Linked DNA regions of Pan troglodytes: region 2 is linked to region 1. The links are chromatin contacts, called in public Hi-C maps. All regions are on one chromosome and are shown on one strand. Each heading gives the region's core, a stretch centred on a gene start, on an enhancer-like site or on the middle of the called end of the contact. The rest is flanking DNA. Distances are from core to core; before and after follow the strand shown. Region 1 holds the start of SCN4B (sodium voltage-gated channel beta subunit 4). Region 2 holds the start of IFT46 (intraflagellar transport 46).

What was found. A called contact is a pair of places that touch in the nucleus more often than the background predicts.
Region 2: a contact with region 1 is called in a Hi-C map of stem cell-derived neural progenitor cells, with 4 times the contacts expected there. The contact joins the promoter of IFT46 here to the promoter of SCN4B in region 1. A contact is called at or near these places in 1 of 7 Hi-C or Micro-C datasets (stem cell-derived neural progenitor cells) and 1 of 1 datasets of contacts at active chromatin or transcription factors (stem cell-derived excitatory neurons).

The regions. Positions count from the first base shown.
Region 1 is chr9:120,090,645-120,096,344 of NHGRI_mPanTro3-v2.0_pri, forward strand. SCN4B (sodium voltage-gated channel beta subunit 4) reads right to left here and starts at 2,885. Exons shown (of 5, transcript XM_001159939.7): 1 at 2,675-2,885. The coding sequence starts at 2,735. The region is part of intron 1 of CD3E (CD3 epsilon subunit of T-cell receptor complex); the gene reads left to right.
Region 2 is chr9:120,507,815-120,513,514 of NHGRI_mPanTro3-v2.0_pri, forward strand. IFT46 (intraflagellar transport 46) reads right to left here and starts at 2,371. Exons shown (of 13, transcript NM_001279807.1): 1 at 2,281-2,371; 2 at 1,477-1,573.

The DNA of each region.
Region 1 (5,700 bases), core at 1,635-4,134:
TCCAGATTCAAACCCAGGATTCCAGATTCAAACTCCCTCCACTTCTCCCCTTTCCTCTCTTCTCCACAGTCTCCTTGCTTCTTCTTTCCTTTTTCTTCCTCTGAGTGGGACTGAGCACCCTCTCCTTAATTGCATTCTCATTAAACAAGCCCTTAATAAATACACACCAGGGGAAACAGGGTTGTGCAACAGAGCACCCTCACAAGTGATAATTAAACACAGATCACAGCAATTAAGTAAATGGGGGAACAAGGAAGGAGTGGGCAGGACAGAGATATTACCAGTTACATGCTTAGGAAGAGATTGGAAAGCACATAAACCTCAATGGCAATAATATAGCCTTGGAAACTGCTTCTCAGTTTAAGAAAAGGGTATTTTGTTAGGTTATCAAAAATCACTTTGGTCTCAGTCTGTGAGACTGGGTTTGATACGGGGAGAGGGGAAGAGGACTCCTGGGAGTTCACTGCTCTGTACCCAGTCTCCGAAGCTATGAAAACAGCCGCTCTAGGCCCCTCAAGTCTTTATCCTTCCACACCCATGCCCCAGAGCCTCACTTATTCTTCAGCCCTAAGCACAATCACTATTTACCTTCCCCCTCACCAGACTTGAGTTAAGTGGGAAGCAGCGTGGTGTGACAGAGCCCAAGAAACTTGGATTCTGTCCCACTTGGCCATCAATTGGCCATGCACCCCTAGACAAGTCACCATCCCTCTCTGGACCATGACTTCCTCATCTCTAGGAGAGTTCTGTGCTCTGCTTCCCAGAGTTCCTGCCAACTCTGATGTTCCCAGGGAACACCTCCAGTTGGCTGTCCAGTCGTCTCTGTATCTCCCCCACTGGACTGAGAAGGAAAGATGTCATCTATGTCCCAAGCTCAGACCAATGCCCCTGTGAGGGCTCAGTCAGTATTACCTGGTCAAGGGCCAAAGGGACTTTGGTTGGAGTCCCTCTGCAGACCAGAGGGGCAGGGGACAGAGCAGATGAGGCCAGTCCTGGGGCCTGCAGGTCTCCCACCTACAAGTCACTCTGCTTTCTCCTGGGCTCCCAAAGGGTAGCTCAGAAATTCATCTAAACCTGTATCAATAGGCCTTAGCCCCTACCTGGTCTATACAGCTGAACAGTCCTTGGAGAAGGTGGGGCTTCCACCTGGAGCAATGTACCAAGACTGTGCCTACAATCCCCCTTACACACGTGCACACACACACACACACACACATCATTTTCAGGGCCCTCTTGGTTGCCCACAGAGGCCTGGTTCTATGAGTATTCTAACAAACAAGGGACTGGCATCCCACCACCCAGGAAGGTAAGCCAGAGGTGTGAAGTGGGGTAGTTTAATGACTAGCCGAGTTTGAATTCCTCAGTGATCCTTTACCCCTGCCATTGCCACCATGGGGACCTGGGCTGATCTGAGATGGGATGAGGGGAAGTAGCATGGAATGGCGCTGTGCCCACCCTGTGAAAAGGAGCCTCAGGCGTCACTAAGGCCCACTTCATTAAGGTCACTGTGAAACCAGCATGACATCTGTGCCAAGGTACAGGAGAAAACGGGTGTCTTCCATCTAGCGGTACAGAGGTAAATAAACATCCCAAGTACAAGAAATACTCTCTCCCCTCTTCACCACCAGGCACCAACCTGCTAGATCTGCACACAGTTTACATTCGCAGAAACAGTAGCCACTTCCCTTATAGGGTTCTGTCTCCCTGTTTTCAGCAGAAATACCTACACCGTGTGTCTTACCCAATGCAGGGAGCTGCCAAAAGCCAAATCTGACCAATATAAACAGGAAGAGATGCCGTTGCCAGAGATGGAGTCGGCTTACATTAAAGTCTGGCTATGATTTATGAGGAGATTACATCCTGGATGAATAAATATCATTCCCTAATCTCTTGGAGTTTGACACTCAAAACTCTCATGTGCATATTAATAGATATTAATAATGCTTCTTCCTCCGTGTCCTCTGGACATGTCTTCTCTGTCTCCATATTCACTTCAAAAATGAAGAGCCAGGAGCAGGTCAAACAGGTCTTCCCTACGGAATCTCTTTGTAGGAAGAGAGACAAGGCCGTTCCTAAAGGGCCTTGAATGATCCCGCAAGCCCCTCCAGCCCCTTCCAGCTTTCAGGTGCTGCTGTAGGGAAGGCAGTGGCTCCTGAGGGAGATACAGGGCAGAGGAGCAAAGCAGGAAAAGGGCCCAGGAAGAAGGGGACTCCCCCACCCCCAACTGGTGCATGCCTGGTGCCTGGGAAACAAGCAAACGGCTCTGGGCCGGGATGGAAACCACCATTCCAACAGTCACACGTGCAACCCACCTGGTATCCCCTGCACTCAAGGCACGGACCCCCCTCCTCCAGCATCCTGAACCTCTGAACTCTGGAGACCCGCGCTGCAGCCCCAAGATCCAGCTCCAAATACCTGGAGCCGAAGGTGCCAGAGACAGCAAAAAAACTAATCCTGAGACTGGCGGGCTGATGGGGTAGAGAGGGACGCACACGGTCCCCAGGGAGCACAGCCTATGAACCAGGCAGGAACCAGGCAGGAAGCCGGCGGCCACCATCCTCATTCCGTGCCGCACTCCAAAGCCCACCCCATCCAAGGCCTCTTCCTTCTCGAGTGTCCCCTTCTTTGGGGGTGGGGGGAGGCAAGAGAAGAGACCAAGCTGGGGCTGCCTTACCCAAAAGCCCAGTGCCCAGCCATCTCGCCGGGGCTTTGCCTCCGTCCCCAGCCCCGGGCATAGTCCTGTTCTCTCCGGAGCGCGCGGGGGTCTCGGGGATGGGATACTGGGCACAGCCGCGCTCTCCGCCCGAGGTCGGCGTTCGGCCACGAAGCTACCACGGAGCTCTGCGCCGCCGGTCGGGGCTCGGGAAAGTTAGCGGGCAGAGAGCGAGAGGAGGGGGAGGGAGGGAGCGGAGGGGGAGGCGCGCTCGCCCGCTGCTGGGAGCCGGCTGCTGGAGCAACGGCGGGAGGGAAGGAGGAGGAGGAGCCGGAGCAGGAGCGGGAGGAAGACGGAGCGAGCGCAGCGGCGAGCGAGGCTGCGCCTCTGCTCTGGAAGCGCTCCAGCCGCAGGAGGGGCGGTGGCCGCCGCGGAGGCCGGGGCGCCCCCGCCCGCTGCGCACCCTGCCTGCCGCGCCCCGCCTCGCGGTCCCGGAGCCCCGGGACCACGCCGTGCCCCCAACTCCCTCTCCAGTGGGGCTGGGCTGCTGCGGCTGGCACTGCAGGGCCGGCCTGCAGCCACCCGCATCATCCCATGCGCTGAGCTGCCAATTAGGAGCATAGTTCGGGGGGAGTAGAGGTGGAGCTTTTCGGTTGCTGGAAGACTGTTTTGCTTTGCTTGGGGGAACACGGGAAGGTTAGCGGCTCCCTCTCCCAGGACCGCCAAGGGACCGCTTTAAAGTCCGCAGCGGACGCTGCCGCAACGGGTGGGCGTGTGCGGGCTTGCAACTGCAGCTTGCGCCTCCTCGGTGGCCGTGCGACTTGGCGCGCGTGCAGCCTCGGGACCCGCTCCCGCCACCTTCTGCCCCATCGCTCAACAACTCCGGCCGTTGTTTTAGGAAGCCCGGAACAGAGCTTTCCAATTGCAAAATGCCCCGGCCCTCCCTTCCCCCACCCCCACCCCCACGCCACCCCGCCCCACATTTCTCCATGGACCCCTTGGAAATCACCACGCTCCAGGTTAGGGAGCAGGTTGGTCCGCGCCTGGTCTGTGTCCTGCGCCCCATTTCACCCTCCCGCTGCACCCCTGCTTCTCATTTTTCCTACCTAGGCCGTCCCCCTCAGACTCTGCCTTTTCGCCCTCCTCCAACTCTCCCGTTTTCTTCGGAACGGCAGACTCCCTCGGCCTCCCTTTTGGGGTAGGGGTGGAGGAGTCCAGGGTGACAACCAGGTCAGAGGGCTGAGGCGAGGCTGTGAACGAGTAAGCCTTTTCCCAGACAGGCCCAAGTGAAAGAGTTTCACCTGAGCGGTGCTACTTGGGGTGGTGGTTCTGTAAATGAGTCGATCTCCTCCTCAGCACCTTTCCAACCATCCAAGACCCTCCCTGCATCACAGGCCCTCTTTACTGTCTAGGACTGGTCTGGACTGGGAAGCCCGCTCCCACTTCATGGTCTGACTTCTGCTGCAGGCACACCAACGCACCGCCTTCTTAACGAGGGGTCTCTGGGTGGACTTCGGCGTGATCACGGACCCCTTGAGGTTGCAGGCAAAGTGCTGAATGTCTGTTTGCTTTTTCAGGAGAGAGGGTCGCTGCCTTCCCTATAGTGGCACAGAGGCTCTGGCAGCGCCACCATTTATGACTGTATGGCTTTGAGCAAGTTACATGGTCTTCTGGGGGAGCCTCTGCTCCTCACCTATAAAATGGTGAATGCAATGATATTTGCCTCCTAGGCTTATTAAGAGCAATGTTACCCCTGGACCTGGGCAACAGGAGCCTCAGCCCTGGATTTCTGGTTTTAAAGGCCCTCATTCTGGCCCTCCTCTGGCCATGCCCCTCACTGGAGAATGTGTCCATGGGACCAAGGGGGCAGGGCAGGCGGGGGCATGCACCTCCTCCCCTTCTAGACTGTACTCCAGGTATCAGGAACTCTGGAATTCCCTATTCCCCGGATCTGTCCTTTCAAGGGCTGGCTATATCAGGTGTGCACTCAAGGGCTAGAGCAGTGGGCAAGGGACAGCTGTATGCAGGTGATGGGGAATGCATGAAACTTGATATACACCCCAGGCATGCACAAAAGCCCCTCTCACTACAGGACCAGAGAAGAGCGTGTACCAGAGAATGGCCTGAAAATTTCATTTTGGACATGGTTTTCCAGGTTATCATGAAGGAAAAGTAATTAAAGGCAGAGGATAAAACATCAATCTTAACACTTTGTTATCCTGATTAATATTTAGACATACGTATAATTTCCATTTGTACCTTTGCTCCAGGCCTTGCAACATCGAAAGTGGACCTAGCTGTAAAGAGGGAATGAGATATGATTGCATGTAAAAGTGCTTAGCAGACAGCTAGTCACAGGATAAACACTCAGTACATTTGAACTTAAAGGTCTGTGGGCCCTGAGGCTAAGCCTCCCCATCTGTCTCCAGGTCCGCAGGCTTACGCTGTCCTTCCCCCAGGAGGTCCTTGCACTAGATCCGCAGGGCCAGGCATACAAACTGACCACTTTATTTTTACAGCAGGGGTCATGTTTCTCAGAACCCTAGACTGAGGTGAGAGAGGAGGTGAGCCAAAGGGAAGGAAAGTGACCCCTGCCCAGAGCAGGGGGAGGAGAGGGACAGAGCTGCAGGGATATCTTTAGATCCTGGTGACAGGAAAAGGTGGCCAGTGTCCTCAGTGTCCTCTCCCCACCTTCCCTGCTACCTCACCGCTACCTCACCAATTCATAGAGTTTGAAGGGTCCATAGGAAACCCTCATGCCTTAGGGATGAAGAAAGAGGCTCAGAGAGGTAGAATGTGTAACCCGAGGTCACCTACACAGTTACTGTTAAAGTCAGCGTTAGAACCTCCCCCATTACTTGATTTCCCCAATCCACACCCCCAGCTTTCCTCTAAAGAACTCCAGGAGGGCTCCGCAGCTGGGCAGAAAGAGTGCTTGGGAAATGCATTAGCTTAAGGGCTAGAGGATTTTACATTTATAGAGCACTTTCCTCAAAAATTCTCAAAACCCTAGCCCATCGATCTAACTCAGAGGCTGCTACTGAGGA
Region 2 (5,700 bases), core at 1,121-3,620, 420 kb after region 1:
CTAACTCGAGTCAAATCCAATCCATCACCAAGTCTTAGTGATTCTGCGACAATGTCTTATACCGTATTTGCCTCTTTTCTTTATTCTCAGCTTCCTCACCAGAGGCCAAGCCACTATCATCTCAACTCAGCCATCACAACAGTCCATTCCACACACGACAGCAACACAGCCTCCAAAGCTCTGCTTATTGTGCTTCCTGCCCTACCTCTCTGATCTGACCATATCATACGGTAGTGTCCCCTCTACCATAAGCTGGTCTCTTTCAGGTCCTCAAACTAAGCCAAGTTCTTTCAGGCTTCAAGGTTTTTCACATCTCACATACTGTTTCCTCTTCCTGGTCTACTTTTCCTCAGTGTCTGGATCCCTGACATCTATCAGTCTTACATGTCACCCCTTTAGGTCTTCCCTGACCACCCTATCAAAAGTGGGTCTCTGGCCAGGTGCAGTGGCTCACACCTGTAATCCCAGCACTTTGGGAGGCCGAGGCAGGTGGATCAGTTGGGGTCAGGAGTTTGAGACCAGCCTGGCCAACATGGTGAAACCCCGTCTCTACTAAAAATACTAAAATTAGCTGGGTGTGGTAATCCCAGCTACTCGGGAGGCTGAGGAAGGAGAATCACTTGAACCCAGGAGGCAGAGATTGCAGTGAGCCAAGATCGCACCACTGCACTCCAGCCTGTGTGATAGAGTGAGACTTTGTCTCAAAAAAAAAAAAAAAAAAAAAAAAAAAAAGTGGGTCTCCTTCCTCACTGTTATTCTCCTTAACAGCAAACAATCTGCCTCCATCAGTGTGCACTTACCACATTTGGCATGTGTTTACTCATTTGTCATCTGCCTCCCATGATTACCAGCATCGGGATGGCAGGGACATTGTGTCATTTAACACTATTTACCCAAGTGCCAGGCATAAGGCTGGCACACAGTAGGCATTTTAAAATGCTTGTTGGCCAGACACGATGGCTCACACCTATAATCCCAGCACTTTGGGAGGCCAAAGCGGAAGGACTGCTTGAGGCTAGGAGTTCAAGATCAGCCTTGGTAACATAGGGAGGCCTCGTCTCTATAAAATTAAGAAAAAAAAGTTTGTTGAATAAATAAATAGTGTTCAGTCCTTTAAAAACATTCCACTGTGATTTTGGTTGGGGTTGCAGGCTAAGGGGAGGTTATGAAGCATCTTCAAAGCTAGGAAAGACATAAGTTAAAAAAAAAAGAAAAGAAAAAGAACAGTGAATTCCTGGCAGACAGTGAGCAAAGCAGTAACATGAAGTAAATGGTGACAGGGTTGGATTGGGGGAAGATCCTGTAATTTGGAAGGCTATGATTTCTCCCCCTTAACTAGTCAGAAAACAAACAATGGCAAGTGAAGTAAATTGACGCTGAAAGTCAACATTTGCTATTATAAAACAAGAACTTCTTGAAGACAACCGTGAATCCAACCTGCTCTTTCAGTAGCATTTCTCTTCTTTCCTCTCTTACCTTGGTGTCTTGGGGTTGGAGTATAAATACTTGCAACCTCTTCGGAGTCGTTAATCTCTAGACGCTCATCATATGTCTGGTTTTCAACAACCTTGGTCTGAGCAAAGGGAGACATAATTACATAGCTCCTATCATGAGACATAAAGCACTCTGCCAGGAGGTATATTCCAAACCAGCATTGGCTCCTCTTCCTTACTCAAGAAACCAGTTTTTCACAAAACCATCACCGCATCCAAACTTTCCTTCAGGCTTCCTGGCCCTCGGTCAAGCAGTTAAGTCATTCTGTTGCAGCCCTTATTTAGGAACTGCTGGCAGGCTGGCTGAGGAACCAGGGAATCGTGGAGGGAAAGAGAGCCAACTTCTGCAGCTTCCCAAAGCTGTACGACCACGCGCAAGGGCAGAACACTATTTGTATGTGGATGGCCAAGGCTGTTGAGGTTTCTCAGGGAAGGCTGTAGAGGTTCTAGAAAGAGTTCTGTCTCTGGAGTCACCTCTGGGGTGGGGTGGGGTGGGTTGAGGCAGGGTAGGGTGGGAGGGTCCCCGAAGAGCGGGGAAACTCCAGTCTCTCAGTCCCATCCAATAATCCCCAAATCATCACCTCCACTTTCACCCTTATCTTGCAGATAGGATCCCACCTAAGTTTCTTGGGGGAATAAAGGAAGCAGGACGGTTGGTGGTGAGGTGACGAAGGAACAGTTACCACGGAGATTGGAAGAGGTAACCGGGAATGGGGTAAAGGGGAGTCCTCTTAAGCCTCTCTAGAAAGACGACAGTTCCCTTTTTGCTGGGATGAGTACTAATTACCTGTAGCCCTTCTGAATCCGTCTCCTCTATAATGGAAAGAACCCCAGCCTAGGGCTGGGGTCTCACTCCAGTCTCAAAGCCAGGCCACTTTAGGATTCCACGCCAAGCAACCAGCCTGTTGTCAGTCGCTAGGCAAAAAGATAAATTTTAAAATTCGCGAGAGTTGCTTCCACTCTCGTGAGACCTCCTGCGCGTTAAGCCTCACCCGCGAAGGCTCTCCACGCAGGAAGAAGATCAAGGAGTCACGGATAAAGCCTCTCTGGGCGGCCAAGTCGCCTGTTTGTCTATGGTTTCCGTAAATACGTCTGTTGCGGCATCTAGCGGCTGTGGGTGGCAACGCCGGCTGATAAATTTCGGGCTGGTGTAGAGTTAGCCCTTCAATCTGGAAACAAGGTGTGCGTTTGTTCCCCTAGGACAACAATCTCTGGGGATGCAGTTGCTCCCAGATCAGTCTTAGCAGGATGTAGACACATTCCAGGGGGAATTTCGCAGCACTCTGTAAGTCCTTTTCTAGCACTATATTACACTATAGTCTTTCCCCTCCACAGGGTGCCATGGAATGGAACATACTTATAGCAATAAATTATTCCTCGGGTATCTGAGGTTCAAATTTAACTCTGTGGGCCGGGCGCGGTGGCTCACGCCTGTAATCCCAGCACTTTGGGAGGCCAAGGCGGGCGGATCACGAGGTCAGGAGATCGAGACCATCCTGGCTAACACGGTGAAACCCCGTCTCTACTAAAAAATACAAAAAATTAGCCGGGCGTGGTGGTGGGCGCCTGTAGTCCCAGCTACTCGAGAGGCTGAGGCAGGAGAATGGCATGAACCCAGGAGGCGGAGCTTGCAGTGAGCCGAGATCGCACCACTGCACTCCAGCCTGGGCAACAAAGCGAGACTCCGTCGCAAAAAAAATTTTTTTTTCACTCTGTGTCCTGTCTTTCTTATTTGCTAAAGAAGACTGTTAACTTATTTAAAGCAAGACCTGTGTCTAATTAATTTTTAAGCTTTGTAACACCAGTGCATTGCAGAAATTAGACACTAACAATGCTCCTTGGGTGGATGAATCGAGGAATGAGTGAACGGAGATGTAAGGAACAAATATTTTCAAACTGTGGACATAATTAATTTGGGAAGTCAGGGAGAGAGAAACATAAAATATTGGAGGCCAGGTGCGGTGGCTCACACCTGTAATCCCAGCACTTCAGGAGGTAGAGGTGGGAGGATTGCTTGAGTTCAGGAGTTTGAGACCAGCTAGAGCAACATAGCAGGAACCGCCCCCCTCCACTCTATTAAAAATTAAAAAAAAAATTTTTTTTAAATTAGCCAGGTGTGGTGGCACGCGCCTATAGTGCTAGCCACTCGGGAGGCTGAGGCGGGGGGATTGCTTGAGCCAGGGAGGCAGAGGTTGCAGTGAACCGAGATTGGGCCACTGCATTCACTCCAGCCTGGGCAACAGATCAAGACCCCATCTCAAATACAAATAATGAATAATAACAATAATAATTTTTTGGTCGGGCACGGTGGCTCACGCCTGTAATCCCAGCACTTTGGGAGGCCAAGGTGGGTGGATCACAAGGTCAGGAGTTCAAGACCAGCCTGACCAACATGGTGAAACCCCCGTCTCTACTAAAAACACAAAAATTAGCTAGGCATGGTGGCACGTGCCTGTAATCCCAGCCACTCAGGAGGCTGAGGCAGGAGAATTGCTTGAACCCGGGAGGTGGAGGTTGTGGTGAGCCGAGATCGCACCACTGCACTCCAGCCTGGGCGACAGAGCGAGACTCCGTCTCAAAATAATAATAATAGCAATAAATTTTAAAAAGAAAATAATATTGGAAATTTGACCCTGAAAACCTACCAGAGGTAAACAAGGAAAGTGCCTTTAAAAAATGAGAGACAGCTTTTCTGGGATACTGATAGTTAAAAATAGAACTGCATTTAAAAAAAATTTGTGATCTGTTTTGCTCGTAAAAGTGGATATGTAATGTGGAGTACTTACTATGTAGGAGCACTTAGTTTTTTTGTGGGGAGCACTTAGATTATATCATCTAATTTACTTCACAACCTTATGAGATAGATGTTACTGCCAATTTACAGATTAGGTAATTGAGGCTTAGACAGTTAAAGTAACTTGCCTAAAGTCGCTCATAATAAGCGCTGAAAATAGCAGCCAAACACAGGTCAGTCTGATTCCTAAGTCTCTGCTTTTAACCATTATAATATACTGCCACTATGGGACTCCTCAAGAAGCATGCTTACAGGGTTGCTTTTTCTTCTGTGGTTTAATTCAGCTACCGTTATATTTCCAAAGAAGCAGCATCAACTGGTCTTTGCTGAGCTTCTGAGATCCAAATTGGAAGCCCTGGAAGGTGCTACAATAAGGCAATAGTTTCTAACAGGATTTTTACTTTTCTAAAAAAATAAGAATTTGTTCCATGTTTCTTAAAATATGTCTGCTTTTTGTAACAAAAATTAAAATTGGGCCGGGTGAAGTGGCTCACGCCTGTAATCCTAGGACTTTGGGAGGCCGAGGCAGGTGGATCACCTGAGGTCAAGAGTTCAAGACCAGCCTGTCCCAACATGGTGAAACCCCCATCTCTACTAAAAATACAAAATTAGGTGTGGTGGTGCATGCCTGTAATCCTAGCTACTCCGGAGGCTGAGACAGGAGAATCGCTTGAACCCGGGAGGCGGAGGTTGCAGTGAGTTAAGATGGCACCACTGCATTCTAGCCTGGGCAACAGAGTGAGACTGTCTCAAAATAAATAAATAAATAAATAAAAAGTTACCCCATAAATGTGTACAGTTGTTATCTTTTTTAGGACATTTCATCATCCCCTAAAGAAAGTTTGTACCCATTGTCACTTTTTTTTTCTTTTTTTGAGACAGGGTCTCACTCTGTCGCCCAGGCTGGAATACAGTGACGAGACCTCAGCTCACTGCTATCTCTGCCTCGGGGTTCAAGCGATTCTCCCACCGAGTAGCTGGGACTATAGGCATGGGCCACCACGCCCAGCTAATTTTTGTATTTTTAGTAGAGATGGGGTTTCACCATGTTGCTCAGGCTGGTCTGGAATTCCTGACCTCAAGTGATCCGCTCACCTCGGCCTCCCAAAATGCTGGGATTACAGGCGTAAGCCACCGCACCTGGCCAGTGGGTACAAGTATTACGTGTCAATTAAAAAATTTAAAAATAGGCCGGGAGCTGTGGCTCACGCCTGTAATCCCAGCACTCTGGGAGGCTGAGGCAGGCAGATCACTTGAGGTTAGGAGTTCAAGACCAGCCTGGCCATGGTGAAACCCCATCTCTACTAAAAATACAAAAAACTAGCCAGGCGTGGTCGTCCATGCCTGTAATCCCAGCTACTTGGGAGGCTAAGTCAGGAGAATCCCTCCAACCCAGGAGGCAGAGGTTGCAGT